2 separate regions of the Sus scrofa genome follow, and region 2 is linked to region 1. A link is a contact called in public Hi-C data. All regions are on one chromosome and are shown on one strand. The core of a region is the stretch at or near the end of the contact, and the rest is flanking DNA. Distances in the headings are between cores, read along the strand shown.

Evidence for each region. Hi-C and Micro-C count contacts between places; a contact is called where the count stands out from the background.
Region 2: a contact with region 1 is called in a Hi-C map of liver, with 3 times the contacts expected there. The contact joins two enhancer-like sites. A contact is called at or near these places in 3 of 47 Hi-C or Micro-C datasets (embryonic fibroblasts, epiblast stem cells and liver).

Annotation. Positions count from the first base shown.
Region 1 is chr12:44,978,975-44,983,409 of Sscrofa11.1, reverse strand. TRAF4 (TNF receptor-associated factor 4) reads right to left here. Exons shown (of 7, transcript XM_021067485.1): 3 at 3,875-3,979; 4 at 3,637-3,798; 5 at 3,383-3,544; 6 at 3,141-3,296; 7 at 1,760-2,886. The coding sequence ends at 2,254. Among named protein-coding and RNA genes, the nearest start is that of TRAF4, 5.6 kb to the right of the region's middle. Within about 2 kb of position 2,644, at least 20 of the 83 cell types and tissues checked have an H3K27ac peak or open chromatin away from gene starts, as enhancers often do. A contact at or near this core is called in liver, where this site is marked.
Region 2 is chr12:45,043,219-45,047,696 of Sscrofa11.1, reverse strand. All of the region lies in intron 1 of FAM222B (protein FAM222B), which reads left to right. Among named protein-coding and RNA genes, the nearest start is that of FAM222B, 31 kb to the left of the region's middle. Within about 2 kb of position 2,661, at least 8 of the 83 cell types and tissues checked have an H3K27ac peak or open chromatin away from gene starts, as enhancers often do. A contact at or near this core is called in liver, where this site is marked.

The sequences.
Region 1 (4,435 bases), core at 1,395-3,894:
CATTCACTCCCCTGTCCCTATTTCGTCAAATGTGGATAATCACAGCCATTCCCCTGAAGCCTGTATGAGAAGTAACTATGGATAAGAAAATCAAAGGCCTCTTTGCTCAGATGAGTCCCTAGGTGTGTGTATGTGCTGGGCTTTTGAGTTAATTAATGTTCTTCAAGCACTCACAGTCATCCCTCAGTATCCACAGGAAATTGGTTCAAGGATCCCCCGGCGACACAAAAATCCACAGATGCTCAAGTCCCTGATAAAAAATTAGCATAACATTGGAGTTCCCGTTGTGGCACAGTGGAAACGAACAGGAAGCATGAGGTTGCAGGTTCGATCCCTTGTCCTGCTCTTAACAATTCGGCATTGCTATGAGCTGTGGTGTAGGTCACAGAGCAACAGCTCAGATCTGGTGTTGCTGTGGCTGTGATGTAGGCCGGCAGCTGTAGCTCTGATTAGACCCCTTGCCTGGAAATCATATGCCATGGGTTCGGTCCTAAAGAGAAAAAAAAAAAAAAAAAAAAAAAAAGCATTTGCATGTAACCTACAACGCATTCTCTGGTATACTTTAAATCATAATGATACTCAACAGAATGTAATAGTATACAAATTTGCCCATGAGTGGCCAATAAGTTTTGCTTTTTTAAAACTTTTTGCAACTTTACCCACATATTACCAAACCACTTTTGATTGAAATTGAGCATGTGGAACCTGCAGATAAGAAGGGCTGACTTGGAGCTCCCGTCGTGGCTCAGTGGTTAACAAATACAACTAGGAACTATGAGGTTGCGGGTTCGATCCCTGGCCGTGCTCAGTGAGTTAAGGATCCAGCGTTGCTGTGAGCTGTAGTGTAGGTTGCAAACGAGGCTTGGATCCTGCATCTGTGGCTGTGGCATAGGCCGGTGGCTACAGCTCCGATTAGACCCCTATCCTGGGAATCTCCACATGCTGCAGGATCAGCCCCAGAAAAGGCAAAAAGACAAGAAAAAAAAAAAAAAAAAAAGAGGCTATTTTGTGCTAGGAACATGCGCTTTTTTGTTTTTTGGTTTTTTTTTTTTTTGGTCTTTTTAGGGCTGTACGCTTTGCATATGGAAGTTGCCAGGCTAGGGGCCAAATTAGAGCTGTAGCTGCCAGTCTATGCCACAGCCACAGCAACTCGGGATCCAAGCCACATCTGCACCCTACACCACAGCTGAGGGCAACGTCAGATCCTTAACCCACCGAGCGAGGCCAGGGATCGAACCCGCATCCTCATGGATATAGTTGGATTATTACCTCTGAGCCTTGATGGGAATTCCCTTGTGCTGTCTCATTAAGTGTTCACTACAGCCCACTAAGGTAGGTCCTTTTATTAAAAGCTACTTCACTTGATTGTTGTATTAAATGAAATAATGCATATAAAGTGCTTAGCAGTTGTTAATCGCATGAAAAGTACTCAACAGATGGTAGCTACTATCAGTCCAAGACCTGAGTACAGCTGAGGCACACTAGTCTTTGGTGGGGTATATAATCAGAGACGCTCACCTTATAAAACGTCCAGAGCCTGCACCTCCCCCATCTAACCGCCAGAGGGCAGCAGCAGGCAAATGTCGTCCACACAAAGCCAAGTGCAGTCCTTCTGTCCTCCAGCAGAGGGCGGCCCAACAGGGCAGCAATCTAATGGCTTTTGAGGCCAGAGGGGCTGCAGCCCCTTTCTGACCAGTGCTTTGACTTCGCAACTGGGCCCAGCCTTCGAGGACCCTAAGTAACCCAGATGAGTCAGGCTGGAACCAAGTTAATAAATACAATTCAGGATTTATTAAAAATCAGGGCTCCCCTGCTGTGCCCTCCTGGCACTAAGTAAATAAATAACCAGAGGGGACACAGCTGGGGGAAGGGGAAATCAGATCTCAAGACAGATTCTTTAACTACCCCTCAGTTTCCCAAATCCCCCTCCCCCCTATGGCTCTTGGGACATAGCACCAGCAGGCACCTCAGTCCTGGGTAGAGTGTGGCCGGCACCAAGGCATGTCTGCCCTGCCCAGGAGACAGGCCCTGGGATCACTTGTTTCCAAGCCCTTGATGACCCAAAGACCTGCTCTCCCCAGAGGCCAGGGCTGAAGCACCAATAGGAGGCACCTGAGGGTGGTGGGGAAGGAGGGAGGGGGAACAGAACCTAGGCAGCAGAGACAGCTGTAAGGGGGTCCGGCCCCCTCTCCAGCCTCAGCCAGTGCCTGATGGTCACTTCCCACCCCCTTTCTCCTGCAGCTGGGTCTGCACTCAGCTGAGGATCTTTCGGGGCAATTCAACAGAGGCACGGATGAAGACTGCATCATCCCGCACATAGTTTCGCTTGCGGATATCCTGGTGGGAGATGAACTTGGGGTAGCCAAAGCCCAGCGAACTCTCATCCAGGGAGCCCCGCCAAGTGCCTGGTTTTTGGAAATTCTTCCAGTTTGGGTCAGGGTGAAAGGTCTCAGTGACATGCTGTGGCTTAGCCAGCCCAGGTTCGCTCTGATCCAGCAGGGAGAAGGTGACGCGGCGGGCAAAGGGCCACTCAAGGAGATTGTCAAAGGCACCTGGCAGCACGCGAATGTAGAGCGAGAGGTGTGTGCCCTCCCCGCTGCCGTTGCCGTTGAGGAAAGCAGAGACCTGCAGCTTGTAGCCATACTTATGCGTGTAGAAGGCGGGGCTGAAGCACTCGAGGTTGGGCTTGGCTTTGGCCTCCTGTAGCCGGCGCCCGTAACTGCCAATCTTCCAGATGAGCACGCCGTCACTGCCCACCGACAGCTCCTCCAGCTCTCTCCGCAGCTCCTGCAGCTCCTGCCGCTGCCGGCTCACCAGGGCGCACATCATGGCCAGATGTGGCTTCACGCTCTCCTCCACGTGCCGTGCCATTGCCAGCTTAGGGCACTGTTGGCAGAGCCCCAGGCCATGGGGGAAGGGAGGAGAGTTAGTAGGAACAAGTCCAGGGGAGAGGGGAGGAGTGGGTACAGGGTGGCGGGCACCTAGCTCTGAAGGAGAAAGACAGAGGGCACTAGGAGGCTGGAGCTGGCCAGCAGCGGGAGGACTGGAGGCTTCAGAGCAGCAGAGCAGGGATCACTAAGGGCTGAGGTCTGAGGCTTCAAGGACCGAGAAGGGAGCTGACGGGAGGAGGGGCGACTCACCCTGTGCTTGCAGCCAGAGTCTTTGAATGGGCACAGCACCAGGGCAGTGCTGCAGCTGTCCTTCAGATGGCCGGGCAGGTCCTCCCGGGCCACAGTGCCCACGCCACACTGGTTGGGGCAGGGCACAGGCAGCCTGGGGCACTGGTACTGGTGGCTCTGGGGCCGCAGAGGCAGAGAGGCAGAGGTCAGTAGCCTGACTCCCCGCTCCCTGCCCCATGGTCCCCGCTCAGGAAGGGCCTCACCTGGATGGTGTCAAAGACGAACTCCTTGGTGCAGTAGGTGCAAGGCTGGGTGCGCTTGGGGCACTCAGAGGTGGCATGCTGGGCCAGCAGCCGCCGCATCATGCGGGCCCCGCACTTGTTCTCACAGTACACACTCTCTTGGGGGCACACACCCTCGTGGCTCTGTGGAAATGGCAGCGGGGCTGAGTTAAGGAATCCCTGAGCCACCAGGTACCCATTCTCCCCCGACCGACCCTCAGCCAGGCCCCACCCACCTCAAAGGCCTCCCCGCTGAAGTCACAGCCACAGAACTCGCACTTGAGGCGCCGCTTGGGGCAGTCGTGTTGCAGGTGTGCGGGCAGATCCCGGCGGCTCAGCTTGGTGGGACAGCGGTTGGGGCAGGGAACCACATTGAAGCTGCAGGTATTCAGGTGGCCCTGATGGAAGGGGCTGAGTCAGCGCCGGCCAAAGGAGGGGGGTCCCCCCACCTCGCCACCCCAACCAGAGTCTCACCTGCAGGTGCCGAAGTGGCCCACTCCAGCGGCAGCCCTCCTCACTGTGGATGCAGCGGATAGGCAGGCCCAGGACCTGTACCTCTAGCTCTGGGTCTGGGTAGATCTGGGGGCAAGGATGGGGGGAACTGATCAGGGTCAGAGCCCAATTCCCACCTCCTCCACCCCCAGATAGGCTAGAGCCGCTAAGAGCCTCTCTTGAGCTAACTCCCCCCTCGGTGCTCAGGGATAAAATGCAGTGGTGGTATCTGCTCCAACACTAGATTCCAGGGTCCCCAACACGCTGGCACATGACACTCCCTTTGGAGTGGCAGTCAATCAGCCTGCTTAGTCCCTGGCATCCCCCACACCCTTTGCTTCTTTCTCCCTGGTAGAGGGGTCCTGGCCCTCAGCCACAGGTCTGGCTGGCCACCCAAAGGGGAGGGGAACACTTCTTGTGGGCACAGAGCAGCTCTGTGCACCCCCACAGGCTGGGCATTGTGCCTGCCCTCCAGGGCAAACATGGGCCTCATTTGCAAACTGGCCTGGTGGGAGGGAACAGGCCACCTCTGTAAGGGCGCAC
Region 2 (4,478 bases), core at 1,412-3,911, 64 kb before region 1:
TGTGTTTCAGTATATTTCCAAGTAATACAGAATATTTTGTCTTTTTCATCTGTTGCTCTGAAAAATTTCTATTTCACTTTGACTTTCTCCTATTGCCGTTTACAGTTCAGGGTGCAGTTTTGTGATGGAAATAATACACTGCATCTTTTAAGAGCAAGCAATTTAATTACTACTTTTATATTCAGTGTTCACCTCTACCACTAACCACATCTTACCTTAGTTTGTAGTAGTAAAAAACAAATACTTATCCATTCATTTCAGTGTAAACTCTTTATTTTTTTAAATTATATTTGATTTACAGTGTTGTGTTCATTTCTAATGTATTGCAAAGTGATCTATATATGTCACTATATCATATATTCTTTTTTTTTTTAATATTCTTTTCTAGAATGGTCTATCCCAGAAGATTGGATATAGTTCCCTGTGCTGTACAGTAGGACCTCATTGTCCATTCATTCTAAATGTAATAGTTTGCGTCTACTACCCCCAAACTCCCAGTCCATCTCTCTTCCTCCCTCCAGCACATTGGTGAATATTAATTGAGGTGATTGAGAATTCATGCTTGTAATCAGGTTCAGGTTCCAGAGATTGTTTTAATTGGAGGTCAGTTTTGAAGACAATTGATACACTGGAGTTGTTTTACAGTTTAAGCAGATTTGTGTTTTTTCTTTGCATTGATTTATTGGATCCTTAACCAATAAGGAGTAGTTTGGGGGAAAAGCAAGTATTATAAAGAATAGGGGAGTTCTTGCTGTGCAACAGGATGGGTGGCATTTTCTTTGGAGTGCTGGGCCATAGGTTCCATTCCCAGCCTGGCACAGTGGATTAGGGATTCACCATTGCCACAGCTGCAGTGTGTTTCGGCTGGTCTGGGAACTCCATATGCTGAGAATTGAAATGATGGGATAGGTAACCCTCTCAGTTGTGGAAACTTACTAGGAATCATGGAACATACTTTAAAAAGAAAAAAAAAAATCTCAAGTAGCCTATTAGAGAATTGTGCAAAAAGTAGAGTCAGAGTAAAACCTTTGTTAGATTTTGGGTTTTTAGTTTTTTATCCATTTATCCCTTAAGACTCCACGAATCATGTTCAAATTGAGAGGCAAAGAGGATCTCTTCCCTAGATATTGTCTTACCTAGCTCATTACTGAGAATAAACTGTTAAAAATGACTTTGAAGCCTTGACAGCTAGCTAGTGTGTAAAATGAAATGCACTTTGACATCTAAACTATGTAATATAGTAAGCTCAGGAATGACGGAATCCACATGAAGGCCATGTGAAAGCATATACCGCTTCAACTTGCTTTTACCAAAAAACAAGTTGTCTTCCTATTTGATATCTAGGTGTTTTTTTCTTTGTCTGCTCATGAGTGAGCAGTTAATACAGCTTTATAAAGTTATATTACACTTTGGTCACTTAATGCTTTTATATTTCTCTTTTCTTGACTGATTTGTGTATATGTATTTTGCACAGTGCAGTGATTTCCCCATAGAATTTTCCCCAGGAGACAAAAGACTATGTATAGGACTAATCATAGGTGTGCATCTATACTGATCTCCAAATATCATTTAAGGAGAATGGAAATTCAGATTTGGTCCTCTTCAAGAAAACAATTATGTGAAGCCATGACTTTCCATAATCTCTCAGGTTGGGGGACATGGTGCTGCTGAGGTTAAATTCTCTGGTTTAATTTTCTTTAGCAATCTGTTTTTATCCATCCTGCTTATTTCTGTGCGTCATAGTTTAGAATGTGTTAAGAAAAAGGGCCCTATGTTCTCTCTAAAGGGAGACTCTAGCCCAATCCCCCATTTGCATCAGAAGTCTAAAATGGTCCCCTTGAGAAGGTGAAGGAAAAGATTGGACCCTTGGCATTGTTTAATTTTCATGATAATGAGCCTGAGTGTTGTCAGGTTTGGAATTGGGAAAAGCTTGCTCAAGGTGAGAAAATATTAGAGGCAAAAAGACCTGGGGAATACTGCAATGCGAGAGACTTATTTAGAGACAATGAATGCATTCATATGGAGATGTGGCTGGTGATAGTTTTTAGCTATTCAGCTTTGTCAGTCAGGTGTCTGAGACCGTATTTTATGTGTGTTTAAGCACACCTCTCTCCCGCAAAGGTTGACACTTGGAGGCTGAATCTTTTGAAGAAGTTGTTTGCTGTCTGAATCCAGAGGATAGAGGACTTGGTGGAGTCTCTTATCTGTTTATGGCTCAGATAAGGACTTGGAATTGATTGCTGGTGAGTTACTGAACTCTTCTTGATGAATGGTTGCTAGGCAAAGTGCATCTCAATCAGTTTAATCCTTAATAGTTTGCAGGTCTGCTCTTGGTGAGGGCCAGAGCTGTCTTTCTAATGATACTGCCCTTTAAGAATCCTGTTGGGTGTGCATATGTGTTGCTCTGAGGCAAAAAAAAAAAAAAAAAGACTACAATGACTTACGTGTCTCATTTTATCCATCTAAAATAACTTAGCTTTTGGTCACCTGGGTCAGCATTGTCATTAACTTCTCTCTTGGATCAAGTGGTAGGATGGAGTTGTTCTCCAGTATTAAGATATGACTGTTTGATTATCTTTGGTTTGTAACTACTAAGGCAGTGAACTAACACAGTTCATTTTGGAAACAGGCCAGTGCTAACACTGCCCTTGGGCCTGGATGGTTGGAAAAATAGGACAGAGTAAACAATTGAGGGCATAAATAATGAATCTTCCAACTGAGCCCTGGGAGAATGAGGGAGATTATCCTCAGAGCTCTTCAATCTGGCAGTGAAAGGGAAAGAGTCCACTGAATTAATTACCCTGACTGTTTGATACTGCACTTATTATGGGATTGTTAGAGCCATTCAAAGTAGAGTTGCCTTTTAGATACAAACTTTTAATCCATCTTTTTGTTTTGTTTTTTAAGCCAAACACCCAGATAGGTCATTTATTTTTTAGAATCCAGGCCTTTGCTCCCTCCCCAACTTTGTTCTCTGTGTTAGCATTCTCTGAATACTGACTGGCCTTTTGTTTGGCCAGATCTTAGAATTTTGCTTAATTAGAGATTTCATTATCTTTATATGTGTGTGTGTATTTATATAATAATGGAAGAGAGAACCTGAGCCTGGTTTAAAGGAATTATTTGGTACCTCGAGTACGCATTATACCTTGAAATTAAATATGGAGCTGTAGAGTATAATTATGTAACAATTCACAGAAGTTTAAGGCAAGAGTTCCTTTAGCCCAAGAATCATTTCCAGTAGTAACATAAATATTTTTAATTTTGGATTAGTTTTTTTTTTTTTTTTTTTTTTTGCCTTTTTGCCATTTCTAGGGCATATGGAGGTTCCCAGGCTAGGGGTCTAATCGGAGCTGTAGCTGTCGGCCTACGTCACAGCCACAGCAACACTGGATCTGAGCTGTGTCTGTGACCTGCACCACAGCTCATGGCAATGCCAGATCCTTAACCCACTGAGCAATGCCAGGGATCGAACCCTTAACCTCATGGTTCCTAGTCAGATTCGTTAACCACTGAGCCACGACGGGAACTCCTAATTTTGGATTAGTTTCATCCAGTGATTTAAATAAGCAGTCTTTAGCAGCCTCGGAATTTCCCTGAGGTGGGAAAAACTACTGCCCCAAAATGTCCTAGAAAGTGATTTGGTAGTGAAGCCAGACCCAGAGCCAAGGTCTCTGAATTCTTCCCTTCTCTGAATTTCTAATATGTTTAATTCTTTTCTCCAAGAACTCCTCTCAGGATCCCTATCGTCTACTCCGAGAAGCTGTTTTCTTATTTCACTAGTTGTGAAGAGAATCCGGAGAATGAGATGCCATTATTAGTCAAGAGCAGGAGGAATTTTCAAGATGAGGTGTTGAAGGAATAAAAAAGATGTAAAGGGGAAGGCCAGGTTGAAGTTTTATATATAGTGCTAATGGATCCCGGCGGCGGGGGGTTTAGTGGGCTGCGCCATTGGGCTGATTAGATCAGATTTAGTCATGGACTGAGTTTGGTATGTTTAAGCCTGGCTGAAACAGGCAGAACTCTTTATCTAGTTAAGATACTTATTCTCCTGATCGGAAATAAAGCAGTTTTTGATTATTCATGCAGAAAGGTGAACAGGCAAAGTATATACAGGTAAAATACAAAGATATTCCTAGGCCACATTTTTAAGCAGTAACTTCCTCTGCTTTTTAAGTGGGATTTTCCAGCTGAACAACCTGATTAAAAATTTGTTTTCTTTAGTCATTCAAGAGGTAAATATAGATGAGATTGCTACCAGCTTGGGTTATACTTAGTGTCTTAATCTTCAAAAGTAGTATATAGTAGTTCCCACTCTTGCATGCAGGAGGATCACAGCACCAGGACACAGATTCAATCCCAGCCCCGAACAGTAGGTTAAAGGGTCCTGTGTTGCTGCAGCTGTGGCGTAGGTTGCAACTGCAGTTCAGAGCTGATCCCTGGCTCAGGAACTACATATGCTACAGAGCAGCCAGAAA